Linked DNA regions of Mus musculus: all the other regions are linked to region 6. Evidence: chromatin contacts called from public HiChIP or PLAC-seq and promoter capture Hi-C data. All regions are on one chromosome and are shown on one strand. The core of a region is the stretch at or near the end of the contact, and the rest is flanking DNA. Distances in the headings are between cores, read along the strand shown. Region 1 holds the start of Rac2 (Rac family small GTPase 2). Region 2 holds the start of Csf2rb (colony stimulating factor 2 receptor, beta, low-affinity (granulocyte-macrophage)). Region 3 holds the start of Ep300 (E1A binding protein p300). Region 4 holds the start of Pmm1 (phosphomannomutase 1). Region 5 holds the start of Aco2 (aconitase 2, mitochondrial). Region 6 holds the start of Tab1 (TGF-beta activated kinase 1/MAP3K7 binding protein 1). Region 7 holds the start of Elfn2 (leucine rich repeat and fibronectin type III, extracellular 2).

What was found. Promoter capture Hi-C pulls out the DNA fragments that hold promoters and counts their contacts. HiChIP or PLAC-seq counts read pairs in DNA pulled down with a chosen protein or histone mark.
Region 1: a contact with region 6 is called in a promoter capture Hi-C map of liver, with 2.9 times the contacts expected there. The contact joins the promoter of Rac2 here to the promoter of Tab1 in region 6. A contact is called at or near these places in 2 of 39 promoter capture datasets (both in liver).
Region 2: a promoter capture Hi-C map of liver shows a contact between it and region 6, with 4 times the contacts expected there. The contact joins the promoter of Csf2rb here to the promoter of Tab1 in region 6. A contact is called at or near these places in 2 of 39 promoter capture datasets (both in liver).
Region 3: a contact with region 6 is called in a promoter capture Hi-C map of erythroid cells, with 9 times the contacts expected there. The contact joins the promoter of Ep300 here to the promoter of Tab1 in region 6. A contact is called at or near these places in 1 of 39 promoter capture datasets (erythroid cells) and 1 of 115 datasets of contacts at active chromatin or transcription factors (astrocytes).
Region 4: a contact with region 6 is called in an HNF4G HiChIP or PLAC-seq map of pancreatic cancer cells. The contact joins the promoter of Pmm1 here to the promoter of Tab1 in region 6. A contact is called at or near these places in 1 of 39 promoter capture datasets (pre-B cells) and 1 of 115 datasets of contacts at active chromatin or transcription factors (pancreatic cancer cells).
Region 5: a contact with region 6 is called in a promoter capture Hi-C map of the C10 cell line, with 2.9 times the contacts expected there. The contact joins the promoter of Aco2 here to the promoter of Tab1 in region 6. A contact is called at or near these places in 2 of 39 promoter capture datasets (the C10 cell line and pre-B cells).
Region 7: a contact with region 6 is called in a promoter capture Hi-C map of liver, with 4 times the contacts expected there. The contact joins the promoter of Elfn2 here to the promoter of Tab1 in region 6. A contact is called at or near these places in 2 of 39 promoter capture datasets (both in liver).

The regions. Positions count from the first base shown.
Region 1 is chr15:78,571,177-78,574,050 of GRCm38.p6, forward strand. It overlaps Rac2 (Rac family small GTPase 2), which reads right to left and starts at 1,607. Exons shown (of 7, transcript NM_009008.3): 1 at 1,435-1,607. The coding sequence starts at 1,469.
Region 2 is chr15:78,324,703-78,327,643 of GRCm38.p6, forward strand. Csf2rb (colony stimulating factor 2 receptor, beta, low-affinity (granulocyte-macrophage)) reads left to right here and starts at 1,288. Exons shown (of 14, transcript NM_007780.4): 1 at 1,288-1,396.
Region 3 is chr15:81,584,885-81,587,633 of GRCm38.p6, forward strand. It overlaps Ep300 (E1A binding protein p300), which reads left to right and starts at 1,330. Exons shown (of 31, transcript NM_177821.6): 1 at 1,330-1,838. The coding sequence starts at 1,745.
Region 4 is chr15:81,959,669-81,962,431 of GRCm38.p6, forward strand. Pmm1 (phosphomannomutase 1) reads right to left here and starts at 1,262. Exons shown (of 8, transcript NM_013872.4): 1 at 1,047-1,262. The coding sequence starts at 1,133.
Region 5 is chr15:81,871,061-81,873,763 of GRCm38.p6, forward strand. Aco2 (aconitase 2, mitochondrial) reads left to right here and starts at 1,403. Exons shown (of 18, transcript NM_080633.2): 1 at 1,403-1,488. The coding sequence starts at 1,453. Phf5a (PHD finger protein 5A) reads right to left here and starts at 832. Exons shown (of 4, transcript NM_026737.3): 1 at 753-832; 2 at 106-129. The coding sequence starts at 804.
Region 6 is chr15:80,131,712-80,134,415 of GRCm38.p6, forward strand. Tab1 (TGF-beta activated kinase 1/MAP3K7 binding protein 1) reads left to right here and starts at 1,435. Exons shown (of 11, transcript NM_025609.3): 1 at 1,435-1,477. The coding sequence starts at 1,445. All of the region lies in intron 1 of Gm31253 (a long non-coding RNA gene), which reads right to left.
Region 7 is chr15:78,717,497-78,720,279 of GRCm38.p6, forward strand. It overlaps Elfn2 (leucine rich repeat and fibronectin type III, extracellular 2), which reads right to left and starts at 1,275. Exons shown (of 2, transcript NM_001358692.1): 1 at 908-1,275.

The DNA.
Region 1 (2,874 bases), core at 357-2,856, 1.6 Mb before region 6:
TAAGCACCTTGTACCTCAGTTTCCCCATGTAGACAACAAGGACAAGCCCATCTTCCCAGTAAAATAACTGATACTTCTAAGACACTGAACCCGGTGCCATAGAAGTGGCACCAACTAATGACTGTTAGGGACTGCCCATCGCCCCTCTTTGAAGTCAGAGGGGCCTGGGTTCAAATCCTCTGCCTCCAAGGCAGGTTATGTAACTTTTCGGAGTTTTGGTCTTTCCCACCTGTAAAACGAACTCTGTGATGGTAAGTAGGGTTGGTGGAAGACAGATCATACAGAGAGCCACAGCCCGGTGACCACATACAAAAGAGAAATGGGATAAATGGAGATGACCACCATTTAAGCTATCTCCCTGCCAAGCTGGGAGGTCACCCAGGTCATTCAGCAGGAAGCTGAGAGGCCAGAGGGACAGCTCCGGGCCTTCCCCAGTACAATTCCGTTAAGTCACTTCCCACTCGAGGAGGTTGCTCTGCTGTCCCTGCCCCCTAAACCTCTGCCCTCAAGCCCCAGCCTGCCACCCAGGTAACTTTGAATGCATAGAATCATTGACTTCCGGCCCTCCGTGTCCGCCCCCTCCTCCCCCAGATCAGACACAAAGCAGAAGTGAGCAGAGCAGCTGCCACAGATAACGGCTGACACCCTAGCGCGGTGGCGGCTGCAGCAGCGACCAAGTCGGACCTAGTCAGCTGAGGAGGTAGATAGCCTATGCCACCAGCAGAGCCAAAGTGTGTGTGACCTTGGGACCTAAGCCAGGAAAGGTCTCCAGGCCTCAGCCCCTCCCCGTTTCGAACTGAAGATGGCTGTCTAGTACATGTGAGGATGGATCTAGCGGGACCCAAGATAGACTTGAGGACTGCACCCTAATGTGTCGGAATATATGGGAGACACATGAAGAAACTCAGGCCTTGGGTTATGAGAGCCTGTGGTCCCAAGATCTGACAATGACTATCAGACTTTAGCAGGGCTGCAGCCAGCCTGCCCTCTGGAGTCCTTAAGAGCAGAGGCTGGACTGAGAGTCAGAAAGCTTGGAGATTGCCAGAAGTCCCCTAGGCCCAGCAAGACAGCAACTAGAGCCTGGGCCAGCCTGGGAAACAAAGGTCCGAAGGGCAAGCTGCTGATTTCCCTCCTCGTACCTGTACCCTGAACTGATGCTGGCCCGGTAGGAGCCCTGTCCCAGCTCTCAGGGTACAGGCAAATAGCAGCACCCCACCCACAGTCCAGGCCCTCCACCCAAGTAGCTTCCGGAGTGGGGTAGGCTGAAGGACAGGGAGCAGTCCAGACCCACCCCAAATGTTCCTTGTAAGCCCTTACAAGGAAAGGAAGCGACTTTCCCCAGAACCTCCTGGGAGCCCTGAATCTGTGGGTGTACCAGGGAGGATCTCAGAGGCATCCTGGTAGGGGTGGGAGACAACTCAGCCAGGTACTTACCCATCACCCACCACCACACACTTGATGGCCTGCATTGCATCTGAGGCCCAGCAGCCAGGGATGACAGTTGGGGGCCAGGAGCGTTGCTGTGGACACCAGTGGTATGGAGTGGCTAGGAGGTACCCGGCAGTGAGGAGCAGCACCCCAGCTCAAGAGGCGGGAGGAAACGGAAGAGGAACTTACCCAAGCTGCTGCCCCACAGCCTTGAGGGGGTGGAGCATGCGGTCTGGAAGAGGACCTGGGGCCCCACAGGTGCTAGGTTGGGCCCAGGCCACCAAGGGCACTTGACTTAGGCTCCAAAGGGAACCCAGGCACCCTAGAGAATTGAAGATTCACTTCCTAAGCCAGGGCAGGGACAAAGTTGCTCTCGAAGAATCTGCATCCTCCAAGAAGTCAGTTGGCCTGACTCCCATGGGCAAACACTTGAGTGCCTACTGTGTATCAGGCATTGTGTTGGGAGCTGGTGACTCTAAAATGCAGGAAGCCAGGTTGTCCTGGAGTTCCTGCTCTGTAGAGAAGGCAAACCACACCACAGGTGCTGTGAGCAAGGCAGGAGACATGGGCCAAGGGAGAGCTACAGAGTGACCTCAGAGTCACCAGCAGGGAAAACTGGTGGCTATGACGTGTGATGTCAAACAAAGTTGGCCCGGGGGGGGGGGGTGCTGCCTAAGCAAGGGCCAGTGTGTAGAGAGAAGGCAAAGGAGGGGGAGGGAAAGAGAGAAGGGAAGAGGTAGAGGAGAGGGGAGAAAAGGAGGAAGGGGAGGAAGGGGGGAAATTGGGAGGGGAGGAAGTGGAGGAAAAGGGGGAGGAGGAGGAAGGAGAGGAGGGAGGATAGGGAAAAGGGAAGGAGTTGGAAGAGAAGGAAGAAGAGGAGTAGTGAGAGGAGGAGGAGGAGGAGGAGGAGTGAGAGGAGGAGGAGGAGGAGGAGGAGGAGGAGGAGGAGGAGGAGGAGGAGGAGGAGGAGGAGGAGGAAGAGTCAGGGACAGATGCAGTAGAGCAAGCTGGTAGAAGTTTGGCAAGTCCAAACCTTCTCACAGCATGGTGCAATCTAAGCTTTCAGGAAGCTGAGACAAAGGGATTGCTGGGAGCTTGAGTCCAGGATTCAGAGTGAGAGTTCCAAGGCAGCCAGAGCCATCGAGCGATACAGCAAGATCCTAGCTGGGAAACCACTCCAAACCGAAAATCCTACCTACAAACTGTCGTAGGCTTCTTGCCGTTTTGATGATATCAACTACACTCGCCTTGTGTTGGGCATTTGTGTTTATAAGTGTTTGGTTGGGTGTTTGTGTTTGCAGGTGTTTTGTTGGGCATTTGTGTTTTTAGTTGTTTATTGGACTTTTGGGTTTCCTATTACACAAGTTACTATTTGTGTATTTGTCCATTTCTCTACTGGAGTATTTTTTCCCCTCATATTTATTTGGAGAAGTTCGGTGTTTGATT
Region 2 (2,941 bases), core at 38-2,537, 1.8 Mb before region 6:
TTAGGTATTTCGCTCATTTACATTTGCAATGCTATACCAAAAGTCCCCCATAGCCACCCACCCCCTCTCCCCTACCCACCCACTCCCCTTTTATGGCCCTGGCGTTCCCCTGTACTGGGGCATATAAAGTTTGCGTGTCCAATGGGCCTCTCTTTCGAGTGATGGCCGACTAGGCCATCTTTTGATGCATATGCAGCTAGAGTCAAGAGCTCCGGGGTACTGGTTAGTTCATAATGTTGTTCCACCTATAGGGTTGCAGATCCCTTTAGCTTTTTTGGTACTTTCTCTAGCTCCTTCATTGGGGGCCATGTGATCCATCCAATAGCCGACTGTGAGCATCCACTTCTATGTTTGCTAGGCCCAGGCATACTCTGACAAGAGACAGCTATATCAGGGTCCTTTCAGCATAATCTTGCTAGTGTATGCAATGGTGTCAGCATTTGGAAGCTGATTATGGGATGGATCCCCGGATATGCTAGTGTCTACATGGTCCATCCTTTTATCTCAGCTCCAAACTTTGTCTCTGTAACTCCTTCCAAGGGTGTTTTATTCCCACTTCTAAGGAGGGGCATAGTGGTCACACTTCAGTCTTCATTTTTCTTGTCACTCCCCTCCTCTTAACCCCAGCAGCCTCAAGTTATTCATTTGTTCATTCATTCATTCATTCATTCATTCACTTTATACCCAGTCATGTGTTCCTCCTCTGGGCCATGGCTGGGCACTGGGGGAGGGGAACAGACACAAAACATCACTTGCTCTGAAGACAAGATGGGAAGAAAACAGGGACTCTAGGGCAGGACAGAAAAGGGAAAGCCAAAGCTGACAGCCAGGGATCAAGACTGCTCCCACTGCCTACTGACTGTTGTCAACTTAGGTTTTCCATGTCAATGGCATACCCTCAAAACCTTTCTGGTTTGTAGGTCCTTCTAGAAAAATACCCCAAGGTGTCTCAAGACTTGAAGAGGCCACCTGTAGCTGATTTGCATAAGGCCACATGCTAAGAAGTGGTGCCCTCAAGGTCCTCCCCAGCTCTGCCTGGCTCTGGGCACATGCTTGCAGGGAGGTGGTTATTGCCCTCTGTGTCTGCTTCCTCCAGAGGAGTCAGGGAGGGGTGTGGAGGAGACCATTTCAGGCTGAGACCTGAAGGGCACATGAGAGCTGACTGGGAGATGGTGGGGAGCGAGCTACTCTGGCAGAACTAAATGTCGTGAGTATTATCAGAGGCTAATGTCCACAATTCTGAGAATCAGGCGAAGCTGCTTGCGAAAGGGCACTGGCAACTTCCTCAATCTGCTCTCTGTTTCCTCCAGATGGGGCACAGATAAATAGGAAGAGCCTGCAACTCACTGGCACTTGGAGGCTCCCGAAGGAGGCTGCCTGTCGCCCAAGCACAGAGGTAAGTGGCTGGCTTCCTGATGCAGAGCTGAGGGTGGGCGCAAAGCAGGGGCTGTGGGGGTCTCCAGGGTGGAAAAGGACAGGATAAGACAGGGCTGGGGTAGCGTATTCCTCAGACTTGATCTCTCTAGAAAGACTAGGTCTCAGACTCCAAGTCAGTGAGTGGAGGAGGGGCACCCCGGAGCATTGGAGCTGGGAACAAAGTTAGAACTCTGGAAGAGGTACGGTTAGGATACGCTCTGGGGCTGTGGGACTCCGGGAGGACACAGCTTTATCACTGGAGGTCTGGTGGCAGGGAGGACTCCCCTAAAGCTCTATATCGGGCTAAGCACTGTGTTCCTTCTAACTTTGCCATCCATATGTTACTTAATTCCCTGTCCTGAGCTTCAGGTCACACATCTGTGGGACAGGGTGAGTGGGAGACATGGCTTCCTCTGTTTCAACTAGAAATGGAGGACAGAGAGAGGAGAAAGAGAGGGGGTAGAGAAAATTTACCTACAAGGATGACGAAGTGTTGGGGACAGAACCAGAGATGTAGAACCTCCCTTGGTACTGGGTGTAATTTGACAATCTTACTTGGGAAGTGCCCAGAGATATACCAGATCATCCAGCTCTGTTTTTCTCTTTCTCTGTCTCTGTCTCTGTCTCTGTCTCTGTCTCTCTGACTATCTCTTTCTCTCTCTATGTGTGTGTCTGTTTCTGTCTCTCCAACTCTGTCTCTCTCTCTTTCTTTGTCTCTCTCTGTCACAAACACACACACACGCACACGCACACGCACACGCGCACACGCACACACACACACACACACACACACCATACTGTGCTCTGAAATCACCACAGATGATTTGGGTCCAGATGTGTCGCTTCTGTACCTAGTGTGCCGGAAGGTAGGTGTCTCATCACATAGCTAGGGACCAGTCGCTCTCAGACAGGGACACAGACAGCCCCTCTGCTGACAGAGACCACTGTCATGTCTCACAGATCATAAACTAACCTGTCCATATATCCCACATGCTGTATTCCAGAGGTCATGCATATGTGCGACAGAAATCTCTGTGATCTGTTAAGCAAAGAATTTGCCTGAGGTTCAGGCCCCTGCCTCTGCTCACGCCCAGCACATAGGGCCTTTGAACCTGATCTGGCAATGGAAGGAAAAGGCACCTCCACTCACTTCTTTGTAGTGCAGCGTCTCCCCTTTCTCTACCTCTTTTTCAAAAGCCCTTATTTTTTTTAATTTATTTATTTTATTATATGTAAGTACACTGTAGCTGTTTTCAGACACTCCAGAAGAGTGAGTCAGATCTCATTACAAATGGTTGTTAGCCACCATATGGTTGTGAGATTTGAACTCAAGACCTTCACAAAAGCAGTCAGTGTTCTTAACTGCTGAGCCATCTTGCCAGCCCTCTTGAAAAGCTTTAAAAGAAAACTCCTTCTCTGTCAGCATGTGTTGAAATGCCACTTCAGACTGTATCCCGCCATTGGCTCTAACAAACCTTTAGCTGGAACCTAATGTCTGTACTGGAACCAGAAGGCTGTCAATGAG
Region 3 (2,749 bases), core at 80-2,579, 1.5 Mb after region 6:
ACACAGGTGTTTGGCGGATTTAATGGGGTTCCAAAGATCAACCTGAGAGGGCAAACCCCGGGAGCTCTGACCGTGGTTTTCCTTGTTTTCGCAGAGGAGCGCCTGAGCTTTGACTCGGTTCTGCTCAGAGACCCAGCCCAGGCACCTAACTGTCCACCGACCGAAAATACGTTCTAAGTTCACCCCGGACCCCCCCCCCCCCCACAACTTCTTTCAAAACCTCCCCTTTAAAGGGAGCCACCGAGTGACGCCGGGGGAGTTTGCGGAAGCGCCTACCGCGTTGGGGCCCTTGGGCGGATCCCGTGATTGGAGCCGGCACCGCCCCCGGCGCCGCTTCCCCCATTGTGTGAGCTGCAAGGCAGAGGCCCCGCCCTCGCCCCGCCTCCCTGTTTCTCGGCCCCTCCCCCTCTCACCTCCCCCCCCCCCCAATCTTGGCTCATTTCCGGCCGCCGCCGCCGCTACCGCTATCCTGTAAGGAGGATTCGGCAGAGGCAAGAAACAACAGCCGCCATCTTGTTTGTGTGCTAGCCTGTGGGGGGGGTGGGGGGAGGAGGAGAGAGAGCGGAGAGGGACCGGGAGAGAGAGAGTGGGGCAAGCGGGACGCCCGGCTGAGTGCGAACTGCGCGAGCAGGGAGTGAGGAGGGTACCTGGCTGGAGAGCAGCGGCCGGGACCGAGACAGTGGTTGGGGGCCCCGGGGCGCAAAGGCTGAGGCGACCCTCAGTCCCCTCCTTGCCCGCACACACCCCCACCGCAGCCCGGGCCGGCGTCGACGCCTAAGGGGGGGAAACCATTACATAAGCCCGCGCCCCGCGGCGCCTCTGCCCGCCGTCCGAGGCGGCCCCCGAGCCGAGCCCCCGGCAGGCACCTGGCTGCCGGGGGGGTGAGGGCCAGGGAGGCGGCCGGACTGATTTCTCCTCCCCGGGCTTGCGAGTGGAGGCGGAGAAGCGCGGCGCGCGGAGAGGCCGCGTCGGTGGGCTCGGCGTCAGCGCGGGCTTGCGGGCGGACGGCCCTGCTTGGCCCGGCCCGGCCCCCCTGGCCCTTCGGGCCGGCGAGCTCCACGCTCGGCGTCGTCGCTGCTGCGCCTCTGCTTGTCCGCTGCGCGATGTGAGGCGGCCCCGGCGCCAGTCTGGCTCTCGGCTCGGCTGAGCTCAGTGTGGCCATTAGGGGCCGGTGCGGCAGCGGCGGCGCGGAGCGCAGCGGCAGGAGGAGGAGGAGGGCGGCTCTCAGGGTGGGGGCGCAGGCCCGGGAGGGGGCACCGGGAGGAGGTGAGTGTCTCTGGTCGCCTCCTCCTCTCCCCCTTTTTCGCCCCCGCCTCCTTGTGGCGATGAGAAGGAGGAGGACAGCGCCGAGGAGGAAGAAGCTGATGGCGGCGGCGGAGCTCCGAGAGACCTCGGCTGGGCAGGGGCTCGCCGTGGCGGGCTGGGGACTGCGTCTGTAGAGCTGTGAGTTCCCGAGAATTCGCTGCAGCGGACGTGCTCGTGGGATCAGTGTTGCTGTACCCTCCTCCCGGCCTGGTTTAGGCCCGGCCCCTCGCACTTGCCCCTACCATTTCTGTTGAGTCCGCATCCCTCTCCGGCCACCGCAACCAGGCGAAGAGAAAAAGGAACTTCCCCCCACCCCTGTTGGGTGGCGGCGGAGCTCCGGAGCCCACCCTTAGGAGCGGGGCGGGGACCCCGTTTCGGAGAAGAGATTTCCTCAGGATTCTCGTTTTTTTCCTCGGTTGTATCTCCGAAAGAATTAAAAATGGCCGAGAATGTGGTGGAACCCGGGCCGCCTTCAGCCAAGCGGCCTAAACTCTCATCTCCGGCCCTCTCGGCGTCCGCCAGCGATGGCACAGGTTAGTCTCGGGACTCCCGGCCTTCCATAGTTCCCTTCGTCTTTTCTGCTCGTTGCACCTTCATTCCAGGGTGCTTCTGTGTATCTCTTCCCATTTCCCCGGCCGGTGTTTAATTTTAAAGGTTTTTGAATGGACTGGTCGAAGACGTCCAGTAGCCCAACCATTTTCTTTGCCTTCTGATACATTCATTGCAACACTATGTCATGTCAGATCGTTGTGTGTTCTGGAATTAAGAGGTTGGAAGTGGGAGCTGCGGGGACCTTTATTGTTGGCTCCATGCAATTTAATTTGGGAAATGCCGGTACAATCGTGTGTGAGGGCTTTTATGCACTTTTACTATTTTTGTTACTGGTGAATGAGGGATTTCAGCTCTTTCTCCCCTGTTGCAATGAATTCTTTTTTTCTCTGCTTTCCCACCTTTAATGATTTTTGCTCCTGTGAGGCAGATTTTCTGTTGAGGAATGGGGGCGGAAGACAAATCTTGGTGTCTGCGATCCAAGGTTTTAAGTGTAACTAAAGTTCAACAAAATTTCATTCTTAGGTCCCCTCTCCCCATCCTTGCCTCAAGAGTCAGTATGGACCGCAGTTTATTTTATATCCATTTGCCATGAAACCAAAATGTCTCAAACTGCGTGTTGAGGTGTAGACCTGAGGCGTTTCCTTTGCAGTTTGTCACACTCTTACTTAGAAGGGAAAGAAAAAAGATGAAGCCTTTCTGGAATTAGGTACTTAGAAATGGGAGATAATAAGTTGAAAGACTCCCAGTCATGAACTTCCAACTAAAGTGATTGTACAAGTTTAAAAATGAACAGGAGGTTTTGTGCTTGCATGTTTGTTTTGTTTTGCTTTTTGGACCTTTGCAATTCCAGTTTACAAGATGAAGGAATTCTTTTCTCCAGTCAGCCCCTTTG
Region 4 (2,763 bases), core at 12-2,511, 1.8 Mb after region 6:
TAGACAAATTGACAGGCGGTTCTTGTTCAGGCCTTGCCAAGTCAGTGCAGCACAAGGATCAGGCATGCCTAGGCTAGACCACCTCCTTTCCAATCCTGCATCTTCCTGATCCACCTCTGCTGGATGGAAAGAAAGATGCCCGATTCCTTCTGGAGAGTGGAAGGCCTACCAGGAAGCTAAGACTTAGGTTCACACGGGCTTCTGCCCAGTAGCTCGGCCCCCCACCCCCATTTCTGCTCTGATCATCCCGGTGATCCCAAAGGTAGAAGGATGGGTGAGAACGACCCAGGATGACTCGAAGGGAGAAAAACTAGGTATGGCTAAAGACTGGAGGGTGAACTATAAAGTGCAGACAGGAGAATGCACTCCCATTTTTTACAGTGCTTCTATTGTAAACAGACTAGCCCTGGGGCCTTTCACCTTCACATGGGTGGAACCAAAAGGATACCAATAACAAAAACCAAAACTCATCAGAAAAGCAGCTCTCTTTCCCTCCAACTCCAGGTGGAAGGTAAACAAACATCCTAAGAGGCTTAAGGAGCTAAACCCAGTTTTAGGCCTATGGACGCCAGAGTGCAAAGACTCAGAGATCTTCCTTGCCCTCAGTAGAGGGCGACCGTGGGCTTAGAAGCGCACGGAGCTCTGCCTGGAACGCCGCGTTCTCACGCTAGCTTGAGGACGGACTAGTTGTGCATCCTAGGGCTAAAATGGGGTAAGACCACCCCAGAGCCCAGCCTGGGCCTGTGCAAGCCTGGAACTGGGGATACCCGCCCTATCGCCCATAGACGCTCCTCCCGGAGGCTGGATACAGCATCTGCGCTCCCGGCAGGAACGTGGATGCCAACCCGCGCGGGGAGCGCTGAGGCCTGGAAGGCCGAGAGGGCCTGGGTCCCATCTCCTCGGTGACAGGAGCCGGTACCACTGCACTCCACGTTTCCGACAGGGTCGCGCAGGTGTCTGCGTTGACATGGCAGTGACGGCTTCACGCTGGGTCACGGATGCCGGCGTGACTCTGGGCGGGAGCTTTGGAACCTCGAGGCCCTTACCTGGCGAGCTGGCGTGAGGGTCCCGTCCACGTCAAACAGGCAGAGGATGCGCTCTTTCCTGCGGGCGCCCTCGACGGCGACTGCCATGGCTGTAGCTCCGCGCGCCAAGCGCTGTCGCTGCAGCCACCGCCAGGGTCGCGTGCGACAGAGGCCGGGCGGGGCCGGGGCGGGGCCAGCTGCGCAGCACGGGGAGGAGCAGTGGCCATCGGCCCTCCCGCGAGGGGGCGGGGCCTGCGGCGCCGAAAGAAGAGTACAGGCACCTAGGATTGAGGGGCGTGGCAGTAGGCGGGGTCAGAGTCCTCGTACCCGACGGAGATAGGAACCGGCGGGAAAAGGGGTTGAACCGGAAGACAGTGTCGGGCCAGCGGGTTGAGGTTGATCTCAGGGCGCTCCCTACGGTGGGGGGGGGGGGGGGTTGGGGGGCAAGGGCGGGACTCAGAGCCTTCTGCTTGTGATTCCCAAGGTTAGTAGGACGAAGGTATTGCCTTGTCATCTTGAGCTTGAAGTCTCAGGGAGAACCCGGCGTGCTGGCTCACCTGTGATCCAGCCCTTCTGAGGCAGAGGCCCTTATCTACAAAACAAGTTCCGGGCCAGCCAGGGCTACATACTCTGTTTTGTTTTGTTTTTTCAAAACAAGAGTTTCCCTTTGTAGCCTTGACAGCCTTGGATAAGACCCTATTTTTTAAAACAAAACAAACAACAAAAAAAGGGAGGGGGAGAGAGAGAAGGAAGAAAAGAGAAAAATATCCCATGATGGCTTTTACCTACTGTGAGAAATGTTTGTTGCTTTTTTTTTTTTTCCAATCAAAAGTAACCTACTAAGGGCCAATATGCCATAAATCTCTAACTTGTAAGCTTTTATGCGAGTCTTTTTTGTTGTGTTATTTTGTCGTGTGTGCCTGGGGTGATGTGCACTAAGTACATGCAGGAGCCCACCTAAGTCAGGATGGAAGTGAGTGTCAGATCCTCTGGACCTGGAATTACCCACAGTTGTGAGCTTCCTTGTAGGTGCTGGGTGTCAAATCCCTGATCCTCTGCAGGAGGCCAGAAGAAAGCTTCAGATTCCTAGTTCTGGAGGTACAAGCAGTTGTAAGCTGCCCAGTATGGGTGCTGAGAATTGAACTCAGGTCCTCAGTAAGAGTAATAAGTGGAGCACGCCTTTAATATCAGCACTCAGGAGGCAGAGGCAGGCGGATTTCTGATTTCGAGGCCAGCCTGGTCTACAAAGTGAGTTCCAGGACAGCCAGGACTACACAGAGAAACCCTGTCTCTAAAAAACCAAAACCAAAAAAAAAAAAAAAAAGACATCATGCCAGGAACAGATCTAGGGCAAGGTTTATTGGGGAAATGGAGTGGGAACATGAGAGGGAGAGAGAAATAAAGACAGACAGACAGACAGAATAAGCAAGTGAGAGAGAATCATGGTGTTCAGAGATGTTCAGAAGTACCTTTTTTAAAAAAGGTTTATTTACTTATATGAGTACACTGTAGCTGTCTTCAGACATACCAGAAATGGTCATCAGATGGTTGTGAGCCACCATGTGGTTGCTGGGATTTGAACTCAGGACCTTCGGAAGAGCAGCAGTGCTCTTAACCGCTGAGCCATCTCTCCAGCCCCTTTCTATATCTTTTTGTCATTTTTAAAAAGATTTATTTATTGATTATATGTAAGTACACTGTAGCTGCCCCCTTTCTGTCATTCTTTCTTTTTTTTTTT
Region 5 (2,703 bases), core at 153-2,652, 1.7 Mb after region 6:
AAAACACCCCCCCCCCCAAAAAAAGACTTCTTTGCTGTTCCACTGGAATTGACGACTCTTCAAAGAGTAAAGGTGTCAAGGCCTGAGAGGGCGTGTTCGGCTTACATTTTTCACACAGTCTTCCGATAGCTGCAAGGTCAAAGATAGTAAAACATCGTTAAAATTAAGGTTGTGAGGTAGCAAGCAAAGTTTTTCGTCAAACTGAGTATAGAGGATGGCGAAGGTAGCAATGATTACAGTCAACCGTACAGGATCGTGGTCACATTCTCCTTTCCTCCCTCTCCACTGTCCCCCACCCCCTACTTTTTTGTGATAGAATCCCACTGTGTAGCTTGAGTTAGCTTTTAAGCTCTAGCCAGGCTCGAACTCGCAGCAATCTTCCAGCCTTCTGCCTCCCAGGTGCTGGGATTACAGACAAGAGTTCCCGGCCCACGACCCTAAATTTTGCTTTACACCAAAGGCCATGTCAAAAATAAAAAAAATGTCTGGAACCCCCCAAAATTCAAAGTATTCTAGACCGGCTTCTCCAGACCTGGCACAGAGGATCCCGCCAGCCTTAGACTCCCGGATGCGCGCTGCTGCCCTCTTCTAAGATGCCACAAGCCGGTGAGCGCTGCTAGAATACCCAGGCACCGTAAGGCGCGAAACGTGGACACGGCAAACCAGAGCCCTAAAGAGGAGGCTGAAGTCCCTAGTCCCCCACTTTCTAATCCCATCCCACTCAACCAAAAGGGAGCACGTCCCCAACTCACCCACACCAGCCTGCTTGCGGCAGAAAATCAAATCTGGATGATGTTTAGCCATAACTCTTTTTCCAAGCCGGCGGCCGGAAGCTTAGGGAACTTCCGCCCGACCTTTAACCTACGGCGTGCTTACTTCCGTTCCTCCGTGATTGGCCATTAAGCTGTCCGTCAGCCTTTAGCCTCGGGGGGTGGGGGGGGGCACCAAAACCGGCTAGATCTCGCGAGAGTTTCCTCGCTAGGTCCTTGCAGGTGCACCAAAGGTTTTTGAATAAAATTCTCTTTACTTCCAGATTTGAACTCATAAACTGAAGTTTGTTCTTGGGTAAAAATTCTACATATGTTGCATTCTGTGTTGGGGATTGACGCCAGGGCTTCTTGCATGCTTCCGCCAAGTATGTTGATTTGGGGATATTCTCTTTCCTGGATGACCTTGAACTCCTGCCTCCCCTCCAGCTTCCACACCCAAGGGCAAAGGTGACAAGGTTGCGCCGAACGCCGAGTTGGCAGTTTCCCCGCATCTTTGCTTTCCACGCCGGGTTTCCGTCATGTAAGCCCCGCCCACTGTGCTATCTGCACTCTTGGCTGCGGGAGGAGGCCCCACCCTCGCGGTTGACTCGTCTCTCTGTAAGCCCCGCCCCCTTCGATGCTTTTTTAAGGGCGCCATTTGTCACGTCACTTTCATGCGACCTCATCTTTGTCAGTGCACAAAATGGCGCCTTACAGCCTCCTGGTCACCCGGCTGCAGGTAAGCGAGCCCAGAGACGTGGGTTTACGGGGGCGGGGAGCCTCCTGCCTTGCCCGCGGCTGTAGGCGAGGCCAGGCGAGGCGGGCTCGATTCGCGGCTGACGTTCCGTGCACCTGTCGCGGTTGCAGGCCCAGCGCCCTTGTGGGTTCCTGCGTTGTCCTAGGTCAAGGCGTCCCTGGCACAGGCTGTTCGCAGTTCCCATCCCCGCCCGCCGGCAAGCTTGGGTTTAAGCAGCGGCAGCCTGGTCCAGGGTGGAGGCACTCCTTTTTTTCTGAGGGTGGAATCCATGCTCCCCCAGGGTGGTTTTCTGTTCCTCAAGGTGATGACAAGGTGATTGGGGGGCGCGGTGGTTGTGGGTTCCTCTAAAGCCGGGTGCTTGAAGCCTTCACTTCCCACCAGTAGCAGAGACTCGTCGCCTCATTTATCCGTGGTTGCCGGGCATGGAGTTTGCAGAAGCTATATCCACTACTACCCTTTGAGGAGACTCGGGGTCATAGACACAAGAAGGACTATTCTGGGCCCCACCATAATAAATAGTCACGATAAGAGTGCTTTCTCACCTTTGCAGCAGATGTCAAGGCTGTTTACTAATGTTACAGATGTTTTATCTGACGACATAGATGTGAGATAATTTTTCCCCCAACTTGGTAGGTGGAAAAACTGGAAGATATAGACAAAGTAGTGGCTTTCATGGTGTCACTAAAGGATCATAGCCTGAGCAGTGACCCTGCAGACCCTCTCTTCTTGTTGTTCATGGCAGCTAATATCACAGAACTTTCTGAATCAGGGTGTGATCGTTTGTATTTGTCAGAATACAGAATCAAATATTTTGAAGTCACCGATAGTTGCTTTCCAGATACTAGGTGGAAAGATGAGAAGAGTGAACAGTTTGACCTTGACTGTTATGAGACGTCTAGAAAATTGACTATGCCTGTCAGATGGTTTCCCACTACTAACCTTACAGCCCTAGAAACGTATAATGTTTACTGTAAAGAATGTATTTTGTTCATAAAAAGAAATCCATAAAATAACTGTAGACATTTTCTGGCAACCTTTCATGATTACTTTTGTGAATTTGTTTTGGATCAACTTGGAACATAGAATTAATAATTTTTAAAAATTATGTGCCTTACTCCCAGGAGGCATTATCATTTGAAGTTTTCTTTATCAAATTACTTAAAATCAAACTGCAAAATCAAACTCATTTATCTGAAC
Region 6 (2,704 bases), core at 185-2,684:
AGCCCCCCTACTGACTTGACAACGTCTCATCTCAGAACCACACCAAACTCAGCATGCTAACGTGGAACTCACACCTTTCTCTTGCTCCATAAACCTACCTGAGCCTGCAAAAAAAAATCTGCAGGGATCTTTGACACACTTCTTCCCATCAGCACTGTCTTTTTATTGTTGTTGTTTTCTCGAGACAGGGTTTCTCTGTGTTGCCCTGGCTGTCCTGGAATTCACTCTGTAGACCAGGCTAGCCCCGAACTCAGAAATTCGCCTGCCTCTGACTCCTAAGTGCTGGGATTAAAGGCATGTGCCACCACACTGGCCCATCAGCACTGTCTTAGGCCATTTCCTGTTGCTTTAATAAAATGCTTGATACTGGGGGGCTGGAGAGATGGCTCATCGGCTAAGAGCACTGACTGCTCTTCCAGAAGTCCCGAGTTCAAATCCCAACAGCCACATGGTGCCTCACAACCGTTTCTAATGGGACCTATGGGATCTGGTGTGTGAAGACAGTTATAGTGTACTCATACATAAATACACAAATCTTTTAAAAAAATTGATACTGGATTATTTATTCATTTAATGAAACAGGGTGTCATATAGTAGTCCATGCTGGTATCAAACTTCTGGTCCTCCTGTCTCTTCTTGTTGTTGTTTTTGTTTTTTTTTTTCAAGACAGGGTTTCTCTGTATAGCCCTGGCTGTCCTGGAACTCACTCTGTAGACCAGAAATCCGCCTGCCTCTGCCTCCCAAGTGCTGGGATTAAAGGCGTGTGTCACCACGCTCGGCTCCTCCTGTCTCTTCTTAAGGGATGGGATTACAGGACTCAAATTTATAATCCCCCTGCCTCAGTCTCCTAAACTCTGGGATTACAGTTGTGACTCTCCAAATCGAGCTTCCGCACCGTGCTTCTAGAACAAACAGACTCTTCCTTTGGGCACTGGCCAGTCACGCCAAGTGGCCTGCAATTACATTGCCAGCTAACACTACACTCCCATGTTACCGTCCATAAATTTAACTTCTGAGAATTTACAACTACTCGGAATTGCAGTCTTCTCCAAATCTAACTTCAGCTAGTTTGGCATTGGGGTGGCCTCCATTATAAGATCAGGCAGTCAGTCACCCACTACTCTTGTAAACTGAATCATTCGTTCTCTCTTGCTCCCTCCTCGCTAAGCCGCTTTAAATAGGATCTCAGGATCTCCATCGGGGTGAAAAAAAAATCCGGGAGAAAGCACACCCATAAAGACCCCAGGAAACAAGAAAGTCGAAGAAAGTAGGCTGATGGGGTTGGGGGTGGGGTGGGGGCAAGAGCCGCGCTTGCTCAAGGCGCCTCTGCTGCGCCTCCTCCGCTCCGCCGGGGGCGCTGTGGATAAGCTCCGCGGCAGCCCGAGCCGCTCTAGCCCCTCATCCCGCCACTCCGAGAGCCTGGCGCGCCGCGGGGTCCTCCAAGATGGCGGCGCAGAGGAGGAGCCTGCTCCAGAGTGTGAGGAAACCGACCCGCTCTCCGGGCTGGGAGGGTTGGGAGCTCGGGTGTGTCCTCGGGTGCAGGAACTGTTGTCTTTAGATGGCAGAGCATGGCCCTCTCGCCCCAGAGGCCTTTGGGGGCTTGCAGCGCGCGAGACCCACAGCCGGCTGGCGCCGCGCCTGTTCTGCGCGTGCGCGTCGCAGGCTGGGGCCTCTAGGGGGTCAAGGGCGCCGGGGTCCTGCGGAGTGGGAGCGTCCTCGAGCCGGAAGGGGACGTGGCGCCGCCGAGCGGGCCATCCGGAGCGTGGACACGACTAATAATAAATAGCCCCCCGCTTGTGTAAGGCGTGCTGTATCTCTGGCATTGTGTGGACCGCCTCGCGTTTATAAGCTTCGCCAGCAGCACCGGAGAATAGTTAGCGACTAAAAGTTTTTACAGACGAGGAAACCGAGGTCAGGCAGCTGGTGAGCGGCAGAGGCAGAGGCAGGATTAAAATAGTCTGGTTCCAGAAACACCCCTAAGGTTTAGGCTCCTCAAGTGAGGGCGTAGGGTTTTACTTCTGCCTCCCAGTTCACCGGGTCCCGTTGAAGGTTGGCTCCAGGCACCCCGACCTGGTCATCTGGACCTCCACGGTTTGATGTAGTCTACCCGTCCCTGCATCTTTCTCACATATGTGCAGTTACACATGTATGTATGTTAGCTCAGAGTACTGTTTGGATCTGCCAGGACAGGGCGGGGATCCCTTGGCCTTCCTTACCGTGGCACTCTGTAGGAGTTGCCTCTGGATGTCTGCTTCCTTGAAGACCAGCGCCTCTTAGCATGTTGACTTCACCACCCTACCACCCTTGCATGCTAGGTGCTTGGTCAGTGTCTGTCACAGAATGAGGAAATTGGTCAGGAACTAGGTCTTGGCTTTTCAAGGGTGGGGGGAAGTAGCTTGCCTGGCCTAGAGGATCTGAAGCCAGAGGGAGACGTGGGGGAAGAGAGAGATGGCTTTCCCTTCACTATTGTGTGCCTGCTCGGGCCTTTTGTAAAACCCTGGGAGTAAAGAGGTCTGGCTCTCTGTTTTGTAAGGTCCCAGAGGGCAAGGCCCTTGTATAAATGTCCCCATTGTAGAAAGCGTCTGGGGAACACTGATATGATTGTGACCTTGAGAGAAAGAGGGGCTGGGAAAAAAATAGTGACTGATGCCGACTGAGTTGGCTTGCTAACAAGAGAAAGGTCGACTGGGTCAAGTATCTTCTG
Region 7 (2,783 bases), core at 25-2,524, 1.4 Mb before region 6:
AGAGAGAGAGAGAGAGACGCACACAGGCACATACAGACACACAGACACATACAAGCTCTCTCCCCTCCAAATATTCCAAGGAAGCCCTGCTGAGCCACAGATTGTGTGTGTGTCTGTGTGGCAATGGGGGTCTATCCTGAGTCAATACACATCCTTTCCACATGCATATACCACCCCACCAGCCAACACACCCACCCTCTACCCCCTCCTAGCCAGTAGCAGTACACACACACACACACACACACACACACACCACTAGGCAATGGTGGGGCTCAGTCAGAGCTGCAGTCTGTCCGTTTATGCTGGTGCTTCTGTCCCACACCAGCCCTGCCGAGGGGAAAAAAATCCAAGTCCTTGCAAGGGTCCCAGCATACCCTAACTCTGGTCCCCCTACTACATTCACAGTGCCCCTGAGAGATAGGGGGCAAGTCGAAAGCCGGTCCCTTCCCCCTGGGCTAGAGATCTAGCCACCCTGTGAAGCCCCCCTTACCAGTGAGATGAATTCCTTGACCCGCCACGACTCAGTGAAAAGCGGGCCGGAGCTCTGGTTCGCCAAAATGGGGGCCAGAGAGGTGCGGCGTGGTACTGGCTAGCAAAACCCTGCTCAAGCTTCTGCATCACCACCGCGAAAATGTTCACCTCGACGCTCGTCCTCCCTGCCCTCCCACCACGCCTCCGCCCAGCCTCTCCCCCACCACCTTGCGCAGGGTGGTCCCTTGGGGGTCTTATGGGGGATCCCCAGACCAAGAAGAACCAAGAAGAGTGGCTCTCCCTGCCTCATCCTCCCCTCCCAGGTCCCTTTCCAAGCCCCACCCCCGCTGGCGGCCAGGGAGCCCTCAGCTCAGCCTGGATTCCCGGGGTCCCCGCCAGCCGCCTGCAGCACTCGGATCCGGAGGAATCCACTCACCTCCAGTCCTGACTGGGATCCGAGCGGGATGCCACCACCTCCCGGCAGCGGCTGCTGCGGGGCCTGCGCCGGAGAGCGAGCGTGAGCGCGGGTGCGAGTGTGCGCGGCGGCCGGCCGTGGCTCTGTGCGTGTCGTGTGTCTGTGGCGTGGCCCGGGCGTGTGTGTCTGTGAGCGTGCGTGTGCGCGCAGACACTGCCACCCCCGCCTCCCGCCGCGTAGGGCTGCTGCCCGCAGAGGGCCCGGGTGCTGGGCGGAGGACCTCAGGGGCTGGCGATCACTGCGTCTGTCGGTCCGTCCGGCTCTGTAGCCAGATCCCTTCACAGGCCTCTCTCCGCTGCAGACCCTCCCGCCCCTCCGCCGTCTGCTTCCACGGCCACAAGCGCGCTCCCAGACACACGCCACGGGGCGGGGGCCGCGCTGGGCTCTGGCGCTACTGCAGCTGCAGCGCCCTGTGAGGTGGCTGCACCGCGGACCGCCAAGCCCCGGGCACCCGCCGAGCGCGCCCCCCGGCCCCGCCCCACCTCGGCCACCTCTCTCCGGGCTATGTCTCAGTTCACCCCACCACCGCCTCCTCCAGCTCATTCAACAGCTGGAGGCAAAGTTGCCCCGGGTGCAGCGCCCTGCTCGAGGACAATCTCATCCCCAACCCCGCTTCCCCCCTTCCCATGCCCGAGCACCCCTTTCCGCCTGCGCCCTGACCCGGTGTTCCGCGTGTAACCACTGGAGAGCACTGCGGTGGAGCTGCTGCGTTCCCATTTTGCAGGCGGGACAGCTGAGGCGGGTGAGCAGAGTGCTTGCCCAAAGTTTATACAGCGAGTCCGAGTCCGTGGAGTCTCCCAATTCTCCCTGCCTCCAAACCAAGGCATTTGGCTACCCCTCGCTGCCTTACCCCATCCCCGGGAGCATATTGGGCTCTGTGGCCACAAAGAGAAACTTCCTAAGGCCTTCCTGGCCACAGCTTAAGCTCCGCTTCAAACACAGACACCACCACCATCACCACCACCACCACCACCTGCAAGGGAGTCTCCCTGCAAGGCAGCGGTAGTTGAGGCTCTGCACCCGAAGCTGGGCACACAAGCAGCTGGTGGGAGTCTGGGCTGATGTCAGGAGTCTCCTCCAGCCGTTGTGACCCGCCAACCCAGACAGTTGAGCTCTGCCGCCGCCAGACTTTGTGCTTCGCAATCACTTTTCCGGGCCGCATTCACCAGAGCCTGTCCTCAGGTGGTGCACAGCGACTCAGCCCGGCTGCTGGAACTCCTAACAGGCCTGGGCTGAGTCTGGACAGATGAATGGGAGCTGATGGGTAGGAGTTGCTCAGCTGAAGGAAGTGGAGAAGGGTATCCCAGACTGCGGGAACGACATGTGCAAAGTCACAGAGGCGGAAAGCATCCTGGTGTACTTAGTACAGAGGGACCCGTGGAGTTGGGTAGCACTAGAGCAGAAAGAAATGCTGTACAAAATCGCCTCGCTCTTGTCATCCGAGGACAGGAAAGTAGCCCAGGATAGGACCAGAAGGGTAGATAAGCGCTGAGACCCAGGCCACCTGTTATGTCACAATTTAGAGAGACTGTGGGGTGTCTCACCTCTAAGCCTCCCGACCTGTACCTTTTTGAGTGGCAGGCGCATTTCTTCCTACCCATCCTTCAGATCTTCTTTGCAGACCCAATGAAACCTTATGCTGCCTCTGTCTACTAACCTAATCCCCTTCCCCGAAGAGGGACCATAAGAACTCAGGGTTCCCTAACCGAGGCTAGGCACCGAGGTGGGTCCAGCTCCAGTAGCACACACCCCACCCCCGCCCCTACCATCCCCCACCCCACCATCTCCCGATCCCACCTCCGCCAAGCTCGCTTCTGTTGAAGAGACGGCTGCCCCT